2 separate regions of the Mus musculus genome follow, and region 2 is linked to region 1. The links are chromatin contacts, called in public HiChIP or PLAC-seq maps. All regions are on one chromosome and are shown on one strand. The core of a region is the stretch at or near the end of the contact, and the rest is flanking DNA. Distances in the headings are between cores, read along the strand shown. Region 1 overlaps Klhdc10 (kelch domain containing 10). Region 2 overlaps Cep41 (centrosomal protein 41).

Region 1 (7,316 bases), core at 3,289-5,788:
GCCCATGAGCCCAGACCACCTGAGAGGCTCAAACATGTCTACTTTAATGATCTAAGATCACACATATCTAACTATAGGACTTTGCAAAAGAAATGTCTTAGTTAATACTAGATGGATCTCTCTCACACGGCTCACTGTTAGATATATGATACACAGCCAAAATGCACTTGTAGAATTCACTAAATAAAATAATGTGCATTGCAATGTCAAGTCTACAGAATACCATTGCTGTTCAAGACAGCTCAAAAACACAGAAAAACGGGAAAAATGATCTATCATCTTTGTCTTAGAAAAGACCCCATAGGACTGGAATGGGGATTAAGGGCTCATTCTCTGCCAGAGGAATGATCTTTATATTTTAAACTATACTTTCTTTTTTTTTTTTTTTTTCTTTTTTTTTTTCAAGACAGGGTTTCTCTGTGTAGCCCTGGCTGTCCTGGGACTCACTTTGTAGACCAGGCTGGCCTTGAACTCAGAAATACACCTGCCTCTGCCTCCCAAGTGCTGGGATTAAAGGCGTGCGCCACCACTGCCCTGCGATTGTGGGGAAGTTGAGGAGCTACTGAAATGAGAGGGGGCGAGGGAAGGAGAAAGGGACGATTGTGTACAGTGTGGCAAACAGAAAAGAGAAAGGTAGAATACCAAAATTGCCTGCAGGATTGGTGTTTCTTTTTATCTGCTAGAGGATTAAACTGGCAGAAACTATAGTTTAAAGCCGGGCGTGATGGTGCATGCCTTTAATCCCAGCACACTTGGGAGGCAGAGGCAGGTGGATTTCCGAGTTCGAGGCCAGCCTGGTCTACAGAGTGAGTTCTAGGACAGCCAGGCCTTCACAGAGAAACCCTGTCTCAAAAAACAAAAACAAATAAAACCTCCCCACAACCCTTTAATTCACACAGTGCAGTAGTGGAGTCTGTACCCAGTGCCGTCAGGAGTTGGATTTAATGCTAGTGGGACTTTAGGAAAGCTGGTTCACAACACCCCTGAGGCTGGAACTGTAAATGTTATTCTCTTTTCTCTTTCATTACTACTTTCCTCTCTCTCCTGTCTCCCTTTCTGTCTGCATCCAGAGCTTGGTGCACTCCACCATTAAGCAATGAACCCATTTCCACTTTTAGAGATGCTAAACAGAAACAAAAGTAATCAATGTTTGTTTTTTTAACTCCTCTATTTTCCGGAGATAAGGTCTTGCTATGTAGCTCAGGCTGGCCTCAGAATCACTATGTAGCCCAGGCTAGCCTAAAATTCATTGCAATCCTTCTGTCTCAGCCTTCCAAGTGCTGGGATTACAGGCATGCACCATTGTACTGGTTAAAAAGAGTTTAAATAGCTTGCTGAAGGTTTCCTAAAAAGAGCTGGATTCAATCCCAAGCAGTCTGGCTTCAGAGCATTTACTTTTAGCCATCTATTCTCAGGGCCCCTCTCAAATGTTGGTTCTTCATTTGTACAATGGCAATCACTGTAGAAACTTGTATCACAATGATGCTGTAAGGAAGTGAAGTCCTTCATTTAATAGCTATTAATTACTATAGCTGCAACTCCAGTTTTTCATTTGACTACATTTTTCCTAGGATATATGTAATACTTTATATTGAACCTGAGATGGTGTTAGTCTCACTTTACAGGTAAATAGTTAAAAACTCATCTGGCAATCCAAAATTATACAGTTAGGCTCAAACCCAGGAACGCAGCGATTCAGAGTCATTACACTGTATTATCACCACAGTGAAATACCTGTTCCGTGACTACACTTCATCATGTTGCAACAGTGTACGTTATTAAGAAGGGAACAAGTGACACCAAACCTGCCATTTCAGATAGTTCACAAAGTCAAAACTTCAAAACTGCTGGTACTTACGTGACATTGATGCCAATTCCCGGGGCATGTAGCCATCTGTACCCATCTGGTGCCACACGCCTGTTGCAAAATGATACCGCCAAAGCTCCCTGAAGAGAGGGTAGTCTTCGTTATCCGGCCCTCCCGATTCATCATAGTCTGGGTTATACCCTCCAAACACATAGAGATTGGTATTGTCTGCCACACAACGGTGTCCACTGCGGGCTGGGGGAGGTCTGTGGCCTAAAGAAGAAGAGGATGGTTTTCCAAAAATGGCTTCAGATGAGGAGCATAAACAGAATTAGTAACAACCATCTGAACTTCCAAAGGGAGTGGGGGGGGGGGGGTGATTCCTAATACACATGTATGTCATTTACCTCGCTTATTGTATGCACTTACACAGACTACTTAGGATTTTAGGGAGTTAGTCTCCATTTTTATTTCCTACGATTTTTAAATTTCAAAGACTAAAAGATTCTTCCCAGGAGAGGTGACACAGCATGATAAACTCAAGAAAATGACTGACGATATGGAATTCAAGAGAAGCAAGAGAGGCCTAGTGCTTCAGACGCTAAGGTCAGAGATCAGATCTCTTCCTCTTTAGGTGAGAGCAGAGGCAAGCTAGATTAAACTGTGACTGTTGGAGAGAGCAATCACAAACATGTGTGAGTCATGTCTAAATAAACACATACATGTAATTATACGCTTAAAAAGAAAACTGGCTCTTGTGTGCTCAGAGCAAAATTAAACTTTGAATACCATTCCAAAACTTTTCAAAGAAAATCCTGCATTTATCCCAAAGGACATCTTATATTCTGTTTAAGGCTATTACTAAGAAAAGCTATTATGAAAAAAATTTAAACTCAAAATGATCAAAAATTAAAAAAACTGTAGGTAAGACCTGACCTCTGAAATACTCCATGATATGGGTAAAGACAGCATTTTCTGGATAGGACTCCAGGACCCTTCCCCACAACCCTCCCTGAAAAGGACAAAGTTTGTCAAATAGGAAGGAAGCAAGTTATAGATTTTAAATATTTTTCTTTATGATAGCAAGAATCCAGCTTGCCTTATGCATAGTTAGCAAGCATTCTATCACTGAGCTACAGCCTGAGGTTTCAGTTCCGTCACCAGCTAGACCTGTGGCACAAGCCTGGAATCAAAAGTCCTCAGGAGGCTGAGGTAGGAGACCCATCATCTCAGGGCCTGCCTGGGCTCACAGCATAAGTTCAAGAACAACCTAGGCAATTTGGGGATATAGCTCCAGTGAGTAGAGTACTTGCCTAGCATATTTAAGGCCCTTGGCTAAATACCTGGTATACAATAAGTAAATGACTGAATTATATACATAATTCATTTAAACTAATTTTGAGATCAGTTTAAAGGGAGAAAAAAAATCCACTTCTTTATATTTCAATTATCCTTACAACTTCTTACACAGGTCTCCAGAAGTCCTTAAATAGTTACAGAACCAAACAAGCTGCAATAGGATATGGACTACGATGACACTACATTTGTTACTACCCTAAAGATATCTCTATTTTATGTGCTACTGATGATAGTATAATGTCCACCAGTACTTAGCACACTGCCAGACACCTAATATGCTTTACTAATTAGTATTTATTACCAACCTAATAAGGCCTTTTGTGTCTTTTTAAGCAAAAACTCTACTTTACATGATAAACTTTGGAACAAGAATTAAGATGCTATGCACAGAAATAGAGTACCTGAAAAACAAAGCAACAATGTATCTTTTAGTCGCTCTTGTCCTGTCAGTCCTGTGTGTAAATCACTGACAGCTCTTTAAGGCCTAGGTTAAGCATCTCAGAGCCCTCTGATGCTAAACCACTTCCTTTCACTTACTCACTAGAGCTATTAGCCTCACTGCCCAGCAAGCCTGGAGTCCTTCCTTTGACCTTGGCCTAGGCGACCTGCTCTCTAATTCTCCAGTGTAGAAATGCTCTCAAGTCTACCATATGTCCCTTTAGGTTCTTCTGGATCAGCAGCCTCCGTTCAATGTTAGGGCAGACCTAAAGTTATCGAGATGGGAATACTGTATTTTGTAAATATGAGTCCAATACCAGGCAAGTAGAATTCAGGCAACTAGGCATTGACAACTGATTTATGATTTGGTGTAAGTGAAGAATTAAGTTTCTGTCTGGCTCACTGAAAACAGGAGAGTAAGCTATGGGAGACCGAGCAAGGGCTCCCAGGACATCCTAGTTCTTTCGTCCAGGACCTTGGTGTAGACACAACCTTCCACTGAATCTGTCTCCTCATCTGTGCTGGGGAGGTACCACTGTACCTCGCAGATGTGCTATTGTTGAACGCTCACTGGCTTACACGTCTATCTTCCCAGGTAGTGGGGAGCTATGTGAGGAAAGAGAAATGCAGGTGCACCCACGTTCCTGTAACCTAGTGTGAGGCTCACATGAGACACTGAAGGGGGTTGAGAATGGAGCTGGTTTGTAACTGATTCCTCTCCACTCGTTTCATCTGTTTGTTTTTTATTGCAAACAGAGTAAAAGTTCCTCAAAGGCAAACAGCATGTACAATTATCCTGCATTACCCACATCACCTGACACAGCCGGAAAATACAACATATCTAAAAGTTTCCCTGGGTTTAACTTTAGGCCAAAGTAAACAGTGGCAGGGATGATTAAAACAATGACCAGCTCTGTGGACTCTGACACAGTATTTCCAAGATAGATGGTGTGGAGCTCAACAGCGAGCAGGTGCTGAGCATGTGGGAAGCCTGGCTTCAAACTCCAGCACCAAAAGAATAGAAGGGGGAGAGGGCAAGTGTGACTAGGGGATGGCTAGATTGTGTAAATGATCTTTGCAAGGTACATGCATCTAGGAATTAGCAAGACAAACGTAAAACAGTTGCTATGCTCACTGGTCAGGAAGGAAGACTCTCATGTTTTTTGTTTAGGTTTTACATATTGGGAAAATGTGAAAAGAATGACAGTAGCATTCTAGAACTTTCAATGGACACAGAGCAGAAAACATGGTCTAGGCTTACCGCCATCTTGGTGATGAACATAACATGTGGATCAAACACTACGGCAAAATGAAAAGATGATTTGACATAAAATGTACCCATTCATTCATTCTAAGCCCAAAAATTACTGGACAACAGCTGTGAACTGTTATTGTGACAGGTTCTGGGCCAGTGACACTGTCTCTGGGGCTTACAGCCTAGCTCTGCCCAACATAATGCAGTAATTCCTGGCTATACTTGAAATGTGGCTGGGCCCAACGGGAATTTGTGTTCAAAAATTTAGCATCCCTAAAAGAATGTAAAATTGTTGGGGAGTGGTGGTGCATGCCTTTAATCCCCATACTTGGGAAGCAGAGGCAGGCAGATTTCTGAGTTCAAGGCCAGCCTGATCTGCAAAGTGAGTTCCAGGACAGCCAGGGCTACACAGAGAAACTGTGTCTCAAAAAAACAAAACAAAACAAAAAAAACCAACCAACCAACCAAACAGAAAAAGTAAAATTACCAGTTCTACGTTAATGATATGATAAAATGATATGGGTTAAATAAAAATATTAACATAATGTCTTGTTTTTCATGTGGCTGCTACAAAACTTTAAGTTTGTAGCTCCTGTGTCTCCCAGATAGTGCTGAGTTAATCTAACTGCTAACTTCTGCTGTTCTCCGGATCTAGTCTAATTAAATGGCTGGGTAAGAGCATGTGATCAGTACCTGATCAATGCTGAACCTTCTGTCAAGGAGCCTTTAGAGCTGACAGAGTTAAGTTCTCTCTCCACAGAACCCCTTCCTATAGCCCAAGAGTGACTCCCGAATAGCAGAAACCCATTTCTTTCTTTTCTTTTTCTTTTTTTTGGTTTTTTGAGACAGGGTTTCTCTGTGTAGCCCTGGCTGTCCTGGAACTCACTCTGTAGACCAGGCTGGCCTCGAACTTAGAAATCTGCCTGCCTCTGCCTTCCAAGTGCTGGGATTAAAGGCATGCGCTACCACGCCCGACTCCCATTTCATTTTTAAAAAACCACAGGAATGTGTCAGGGCAGAAGCCAAGCACATGTGGCCAGCTCCTTGACCTTGACAAAATGAAATTTAGTTTTAGTCTAAAGTCTCTGAGTCCTCCACCAAGTTTTCCCCTGATACAATCATCCACAGGTTTGGATTGCCTGCTTCCAAAACTCTCACTAGAAAACAGAGGAGTAGGTTTCAGAGTGAGCTCAGAAGTAAAGATTCACAGAGCCAAGCCTAAAGACCAGCATCCAACTCCTGGAACATACAACACACACACACACACACACACACACACACACACACACACACACACACACACCACGGAATGTAAAAATGTGTGTGTAAGTGAGGAATGACAAATGACCCTGCATGCTGAGGTGATCTGAACATCAGAAGACACATACACGTAGCTGTGGGACCTGGACAGCTGAGCCATTTTCTTTCCCGAGGCAAGCATCTGTTCTAACTCAGGGGTAAACAGGAGTTATGGTAACTAGGGAGGTGGGTTTGATTTTGTAGCAGAAACCAGCTAGTTCTCTGAGATTATGCAACAGATTACTAGGTCATTTCCAATATTCTCATTATTACAAGTAATACTGGACTAAAGTTTCTTCTACATATTCCTATGAAAATGTATGAATAAATCTAGAAATAGAATTTTTGGGTCAAAGAAACATGCATTTCAAATATTTACAAATATAACTACTGTAGAGCTATATTACTGGACTATTTACAATCCTAAATATGCGTATGAAAGTGTGTATTTTGATCTTGTCCTGAGACAGGGTCTTAAGTAGCCCAGGATGATTTAAGCTACTGACCCTCCTACTCCTACTTTCAGAGCGCTAGGATTACAGATAGGGTCACCATGTCCACTTTCACAGTGTAGGGATGGATGAAAGGCAAGTGTGCTACCAACTGAACCACACACCTCAAAGCACCACTGCCTTCCTATCTTCTTATTCAGACGGGGTCTCAGTATACAGTCTGGGCCAGCCTTCAGCTCTCTAGAGGCAGGATCTCACTATATAGAGTTGGCTGACCTGAAATACAGTCTTTAGATCAGACTAGCCTTAAATGCTTAAAAACCTGTTTATGTCTCTCCAGTGAAAGGATTAAAGGCGTGCACCACCACATCTAGACAAGCCTCAAACTCCTGATCTTCTTTCTCTGCTTCCCCAGGGTGCAATCCAGAAAATTGGTTTTTTTAAAGATTATTTCTCTATGTGTATGACTGCCTAAATGTACGTACACTATGTGTATACCAAGTTGCCTAAGTGGGTCAGAAAAAGAAGTCAGAGCCTCTAGAACTGGAGCTATAGACAATTGTGAGCTGCCATGTGGGTGCTGAGAAACAAATCAGGGTCTTAATCAAGTGCTCTTAATCTCTCCAGCTCCCCAGCAAATACATTTTTTTGTTTATCCTATTCAAGTTTTAGCTGAAATTTAACAGAACAAGGTTGAATAGAAGAG
Region 2 (7,587 bases), core at 2,088-4,587, 250 kb before region 1:
TAGCACTGGGATATCACCCCAGCCTTTTCACATGAGTTCTGGGAACCGAGGTTAGATCCTCATGCTTGCCCAGCCATCATTCTTCTGAGATGTCTCCCAGACCCCCATCATTTTCATTTTTAAGAGCTATTTTTTCCCTCTGATGTTCCTTTTTTAAAGGCGTTATTTTTATAGATTTGCAGAAAGGTGTTAAAATAGTACATAGGTCTCTTGTTCCCTTTAGTCAGCTTTCCACAGTGTAGTACACCATCAGAACTAGAGTATTAAAGCTTGTACAACTTGTGTATAGTTGTAGGCTATCTCACCACCTGTGTGCATATGCACAGAGCTACTGTTACTTCATTACCACAATAGCTCCCTCATGGCACCTTTCCCAATCACACCCGTTTTCCTCTCTTACTGCTCTCATCCTTGGCAACCACAAATATGTTTTCTGTTTCTGTATTGCCACCTTAAGAATGCTATAGGAACAGAGTCATCCAGTGTACGACCTTTTCGGATAGCTTTCTCTTTCTACTCAGGATAGTGTCCTTGAGACACCTCAGGGTGATGCATGCAGTTGACTTCTTAGTTGTTGACTAGTACTCGTAGTGTGGGTAGACCAGTACTCTGTAGTCTGAATAGACTGGTTTGTTCACTCATTAACTCATCCAGTCAGTGTAAAACATTTTGATTGCTTTCAGTCTATTAGAAATAGTCTATTAGAAATAGAGATTTCAGCTTTTGTGTGGACAGTAATCTTCATTTCTGTAAGATAGATAGGTACCCAGGAGTACAGTGGCTAAGTTATATGGTAAGCATATGTTTAGTTTTCATAGAAAATGTTGTGTGATTTTTTTTCCAGAGAGGCTGTACCACTTTTCATTCCTATTAATAGTGTATGAGAATTTTAGATTTTGCAAAATGTTGGTAACATCTGATATTGTCAATGTAGATAAACCATGTTATTTCATTGTGGGATTAAAAACGGCGGGGGGGGGTTGGGGGGGAAGGTAAGAAGACAACTTGTGAGAGTTGGTTTTTCTACCATGTATGTTGCCAGGTTTGGTGGTGAGTGCCTTTACCTACTGAGTTGTCTCGCCAACCCTCATTATGGTCTTAGTTTGTAGTCTCTAATGGACACAAAGGCTGGCAATCTTGTCATGTGATTATCTGTCATCTAGAGAACCTCTTCAGTAAAATGTCTTTGTGGGTTTTTTTTTCTTTTTTGAGATTGGGTCTCACACTGGAGCTCACTGTAGTCCTCCAGCCTCAGCCTCTGCCTCAGCCTCAGCCTCAGCCTGATGAGTGCTAGGATTACAAGTATGAACCTCCCTCCACACTCAGCTTCCTGCTTGAATGCTTGAGCCTTTTATTTCCATTTTGTTGCCATTGTTGCTGACTGAATAAATATTGGGTTTTTTTTTTTGAACAACAGATAATAATTAGGATTAAAATTCCTTACTGCCTTTTGTTTTTCTTGGAGTTTCTATATACCTTTACTTTGACTCTATACTTATGAATGTGTCTACTCATTATCACTGTAATTGTTACTATCAAATTTTATTCTTATTCTATATTTTTATAATGTAGGAAAACTTCCTACATCACTATCACTATAATTTTTCCATAGTTATCTTTTCCAAAACTTTCTCTCTATATACTATAATGAAAATTTTATGCCAGGTGGCAAAGAGAGATTTGTATTGTAATTTTGTTTTCCATAAATGCTATATTGTACATATGGTGTTTTGACTTGCTTTTTTTCCCCACTTAACAATATGTCTTGAAGCTCTAGGTGCCAGCTGATCCCAGTTCCGGTAAGGACTGCCTTTGCTTATAGATGGCTGCCTTCTTAGGGTGTCCTCACAGTGGATATAAGGAGAGAGACGTTCACTAGTGTCTCTTTTAAAATGTTATTTTTGTATTTTTTAAAAGTTGACTTGTGAAGCCAGGCACAGTGGTGCAGGCCTTTAATCCCAGAACTCAAGAGGCACAGACAAGATCTTTGTGAGTTTAAGGCCAGCCTGGTCTACAGAGTGGGTTTCAGGACAGCCAGGGCTACATAGTGAGTCCCTTCTCAAAAAAAAACAGACAACAAAAAGAGTTGATTCGTGGGTGTAGGTGTGGTATATGCAGGCACAGGTGTTCATTCCCGTGAATACCTGGTCAAAATTCAGCATTTAGTGTCTTGTTCTGCTGCTCCTCACCTCCTGTTTGGAGATAGTCTCACTGAACCTGGAGTTCATTGCTTGAGCTCAGCTGGCTGGTCCGTGAACTTCAGGAATCTGCTTATCCCCATCCTGTGTAATACCCTGTTGCCCATGACCCCCACCATTAGGCTTACAGGTGCATACATCCCATCATGCCCGGCTTTTGATGTGAGGGCTAGGGATTGGAGCACATGTAAGCACTTTACCAGCTGGCCTTTCATAAAGACACCGATACTGTCCTCAGATTTCTTTTAACCCCCTGCTGTCCATTTATGTTTCTGAGTAGATTTTAAAAGGTAATGGAGATATTTTTATTTTTTATTGAGAAGAGGCCTGTTGATGGTGAGCTACAGATGGTGACATTTACCAAGATGGGCAAGGGGTAATTGTAAAAATACAGTGGCAAGTATGTGTGTGGGTGTTGTGATACTGTGACCCAGCTCCCAAGAGCTTTCATGAACCCTTACTCAGCCACTCTGTTTATTTCCCATTGTAGGGGACACCTGAGGCAGCCGATTCTTTGGCCTGGGCTTTCCCTGGCACTTACTCAGCTGTCACAAGCCAGTCAAGTCACTTTCAGTTGTCAGTCTTGAGTTATACATGGCCTGTTCCTCTGCCAGCCACGTAACTCCCTATTCCCTAGGATTCTGCCTCCACAGTCACCAGCTTCTCTGTGGGTCTGAGCAGGGTAGTTCTCAGTCACCATCACTTCCCCCTCTTTCTGCATTCAGGGTTGTTTACATCCTTACGATATTTCTTAATGAAGTCCTTACTGAGGTTTTGGGAGGGAGGGAAAGCCGGTGTGTCTATTGTGTCTGTCCTCACTTCCAGACCGTCATCGTCACCACTGCCACCACCACCATCATCGTCATATTACTTCCTTGCATGTTTTCTGACGTGCTTACAAGAACGATAAGTGTGATGAGGTTGCCTTACCTAGTCCTCACTGCCATCGTCAGCCACAGTAGCTCCACAGACACTTTTGAATAAGTGAATATATATCTGAAACGGAAAGAAGTAGTCAAGGGTAAAATCACACCATTTAGAGATCGGAAGCGTGTGAAAGGAAATCCGTGTAAATCTGACTCAGAGAGTGTCTACTGAGTGAGAAGATGGAATCCTGAGAAACACTGTAATTAAGGGAATGAGTCATGTATCGGTGGAATGTTGAGGAGAGAGAGATTTCTGAAGCCAATGCAGTAGGAACAGGTGGGGGTTTTGTTGTTTTTAATATTCTCTCCTGTGGTATAGATGAATCAAGAAAGTTTCAGAAAAAGTATGCATTATGTTTGGCGAGTAGATTTTTGATGATAGTTAGCTGGCATGAGAGCCATAATCAAATGGTGGGGACAGTAGTCACTGCAGTGGATGATAGTAAAATCCAAACAGAGTGGTGACTTTTGCCACTGTTAGACTTAAGAATCTTGGCAGAAGAGAATAAGGGTAGGGCACTACACCTGTAATATGTTGATTTGTTAGAAATAATACCCTTACTTAGTAGCTTGATAGAAACTCTTCTTTCTTTCTCTTCTGACTCTGCTAGATGGCTCTCATGAAAAACTCATGTGACTTCACAGGCAGCCTGAAGCTACAGTTTCTTGAAAACCTCCATTTATATGTATGTCCATCGATGCAGTCTGTTGGCTGGAGCTAATAAGCTCTCACAAATGTCCTTTTCCCTGTGACCTGCACCTTTCCGTACTTGGTGGCTGAGTTCTAAGAGCAAGTGGCTCAAGAGAGCCAGGTGAAGCTGTACTGTCTTTCACCAGTGTGTCACTTCCCTCGGCGTCCCAGGGTCACCAGAATCTGGAGATGAGGAAAGCCATAGGCTTCATCTCTCAGTCAACAGACTGGAAAGCCACAATCTACTGGGATGGGAAGTTTTGACTCCATCATGAGTAATAACTACTGAGGAGAAGCTATCAGTGTACATGGAGTCTTGGGCCAAGATGGCTGTTTTATATTAACATAACTGGATCAATTAAGACACCCATTTTTAAAAGTTCCTCTTTGAAGAAAACCTATTTTATGTGAGATTACCTAAGGACCAGTACTCAGTCCCCTCATTTGTGGACATACAGGGAGGGAGATTCTGAAGCAAATGTACAGTGACTTAAAGAAAAAAACAGAAATGTGCCAACCAGCATATGAGGCCTCTGTAGAGAGATGGTGAACCAGAAAAGCACCTGTGGTCCAGGCATCTACTGCCAGTGGTTTGCTCTGTGTTGTTGTAATTTTTCTTCAGAAAAGTCCCATGCGAACTTTTCATTAACCTTTCTTTTCTAGCATTCATATCTTTACAAAGCTATGTCTTACTTTGCATAGTCTGTCGGTATGCAAAGCAGTGTTCTACTAAAATACTGTTGTGATTGTATCTCTCGGAGCTGGTCCTCACTCCTGGTCTCTAGTCAGTCTCATCATGTGGAGCCTCCCTCTCCAGGTCCAGGGTTATCACCCACGATCCCACATACTTACTAATGGCTATTGAGGTTCTGAGATTACATAACCCTTTGGAAATTTGGTGGCAACCCAGGACCCCAGCATACACAGAATTTTTCACAGGGCTTCACAACATTCATGGAAACTCACCAGTGAGCTCCCATGAAAACCCTGGCAGGAGTTCAGATTCACAGTGGCTAACAGTTAAATGCTTAGTCAGATGTCAAACAACATAGGACATGCTTACTAAATGAAAGGAGCAATTGCCATTTTGCTGACTTTCAACTTTCTTCAGCAAATAGAACAATTTGTTTTTCAAACATCCCCTTAAAATGGCTTTGCTGTTAGATTTTATTTTCACTTGGAATACTTTTTCCACCTCTCTTATTATCTAGTACCCATTCTTCCATGAAACCTGTTTTCTCAATACAATGTATGAATGGCCTTTTTTCAGACTTCTAAGAGCCTCAGATGGTGTGCTACTCCTGTGGTACTGATATGTGCATGGGCCTTCATGTTTTGTGTGTGTGTGTTTATGCATGTGCCTTTCTGTGTGTTGAGTTGGGGGGGGTGCATCTTACAAAGTTGCCCTGGTTGGCCTAGAACTCACAATCTTCCCACCCAACCTTCCAAAGGAGCTGGGTTACAGGTGGGCAACATTGTGCTCAGCTTCATTGTATTTGGCGGGCATTTCCATTGTAATAAATACTGAGAGAGGTACAAGGATGGGCCCCTGTTTCAAGGTGGACAATGGTCAGGGCATATAGTCAAATGACTTCATCCTCCTGGGGTCAATTTTGGTCATGGTATTTATCACAGACACAGGAAAGTGACTTAAACACTGCCTCTCTAGTGATGTTCCCCTTAGACATATTTGGTTATTTACAAAAAGCCTGTAGTAATTTATAAACATGAACTTTCCCAACTTCTTGCTCTCTCGTGATGAACTTCAGGATGACCGCAGACCTTATATCTTTACTTTAAATATGTGTCAAAAGTTGTCCTTCCTACCTGAGCTCCGGGCCTCTGCTCACTCACCTGTAAGCGTCCTTAAATCTCTCCTTTCTCTTCCCAAAACACATAAACAATGCCAAGCAGAGAGAAACAGAATGAGTTCACCTTGGCAACTCTGGGGAGAAAATACAAAAGACCATCTGTCTCCTTACTGCCTCCACCCCTTCTCAGACCCTATCTGACCCTTTGATTTTGTTTCTGTCCATGTTACTTTTACGATAACTGCTCCCATCAGGGCACATCAACAATGTCCTGGTTTGTAAATCCAAATTGACCTTTGTGTTCTGTTGCTTGATCTGGAATCCTGTTTGCCTGCTCTCTTGTGACCTCTTGTTGTTGGGTTTAACAACTTTGTTCTGTGTTGGTTGCTTGCTTCTTCCTATAACTCTTCTGTAATTTGTGTATTCCACTCTCTTTGGCCTATTCTGAATCCCAGCCAAGGCTTCTCTTCTCCACCTGAAGAAATTTCTTCTCAGTGTACACTGTGTTTCCCAGAGTGACATTGGTTAATCCCATGGCTTCGGTAATTCCCAAATTGTTTTTTAGCCTGGCTCTCTCCTGATCTCTACATCCATATTGCCAGCTGGACACTTGCATTTTTGGTAACCTACAAACATCTCATACTTAATATGTCCCCAAATGTCACACATGATGCTTTTGCAAATATGCTTAAAGAAGCTGCCTTATCTGGGGCTTAGGGTGCCCCTGCCCTCTTTTGTACAGTGCTCTGTGAGCAGCCATGTTGACTTTACATTTTAAAGATGGGGGCACTGGGCAAGCACTCTACCACAGAGCTACAATTCCAGTCCCCGTTTCAAAGATTTCTTGAAACTTCTTTTTAGGGCTTCCTATCCCTTAACATAAGTCTCTCAACTGGTTTTTATACCTCTTTTCTTTTTTTTTTTAAATTTTTATTAGGTATTTTCCTCATTTACATTTCCAATGCTATCCCAAAAGTCCCCCATACCCTTCCCCCACTCCCCTACCCACCCACTCCCACTTCTTGGCCCTGGCGTTCCCCTGTACTGAGGCATATAGAGTTTGCACGACCAATGGGCCTCTCTTTCCACTGATGGCCGGCTAGGCCATCTTCTGATACATATGCAGTTAGAGACACAAGCTCCGGGGGGTACTGGTTAGTTCATATTGTTGTTCCACCTATAGGGTTGCAGATCCCTTTAGCTCCTTGGGTACTTTCTCTAGCTCCTCCATTGGGGGCCCTGTGATCCATCCAATAGCTGACTGTGAGCATCCACTTCTGTGTTTGCTAGGCCCCGGCATTATACCTCTTTTCTTGACTATGATCATATTCTCCATATTGTGCAGATCAATCATCCCAAAAGATAAATAAGATCTCACCACTCCTTCCTAATCCTTCAGTGGCCTCCCATCATCTTCTCTTGGGCTCCTCAAGTTCCACACTGTTGACATCTGGACTGGCTCAGTGATATAGGATGTTGACCAGTGTCTCTTGTCTCTTCTAGGAAATGCTAGGGGTACACCCTAGTACTCTGTTGTGACAACCCAAAATGTCTCCAGACCTTGATAAATGTCCCTGGGCACAGAGCTGGTGAAATCGCATCTATTAGAGTCTACTGATTGACAGGACACCATGCAAGTGCCTTAGGTGTTTTGGATAAAAGGCCCTTTGTGATGCCCGCCCTGGCTCTGCTCTCCAATGGCATTTGTTTTCTCATAGCCCACAGTACCCATGCCTTCCACTGACCACTAGATTCCTTGAGAAGTCACCTGCACGTTGTTTTCATGCTCTTGTGTATGTCAGGGCCTTAGAGGGCCCACTGCTACTTTTGACACTTGACTAATCTCCACGACCTTCAGAATTTGGTTTAGCAGATACCTTCTAGGAGGCAGTTCTTGACCCTTGGTCTTGTTAAGGGACTGCTCTTGAGTTCCCATCCCCCTCTGTTCATCACGTTGACAC

The links. HiChIP or PLAC-seq counts read pairs in DNA pulled down with a chosen protein or histone mark.
Region 2: a FOXA1 HiChIP or PLAC-seq map of pancreatic cancer cells shows a contact between it and region 1. The contact joins two enhancer-like sites. A contact is called at or near these places in 6 of 39 promoter capture datasets (cranial neural crest, frontonasal cranial neural crest, liver and 2 more), 3 of 115 datasets of contacts at active chromatin or transcription factors (forebrain, oligodendrocyte precursor cells and pancreatic cancer cells) and 3 of 9 other capture datasets (adipose tissue, liver and pancreatic islet).

Annotation. Positions count from the first base shown.
Region 1 is chr6:30,434,408-30,441,723 of GRCm38.p6, reverse strand. It overlaps Klhdc10 (kelch domain containing 10), which reads right to left. Exons shown (of 10, transcript NM_029742.3): 3 at 1,859-2,080. Among named protein-coding and RNA genes, the nearest start is that of 1700012C14Rik, 23 kb to the left of the region's middle. Within about 2 kb of position 4,538, at least 13 of the 459 cell types and tissues checked have an H3K27ac peak or open chromatin away from gene starts, as enhancers often do. A contact at or near this core is called in pancreatic cancer cells, where this site is marked.
Region 2 is chr6:30,683,126-30,690,712 of GRCm38.p6, reverse strand. The region is part of intron 1 of Cep41 (centrosomal protein 41); the gene reads left to right. Gm13782 (a long non-coding RNA gene) reads right to left here. Exons shown (of 5, transcript XR_377397.3): 5 at 6,394-7,587. Among named protein-coding and RNA genes, the nearest start is that of Cep41, 6.8 kb to the left of the region's middle. Within about 2 kb of position 3,337, at least 21 of the 459 cell types and tissues checked have an H3K27ac peak or open chromatin away from gene starts, as enhancers often do. A contact at or near this core is called in pancreatic cancer cells, where this site is marked.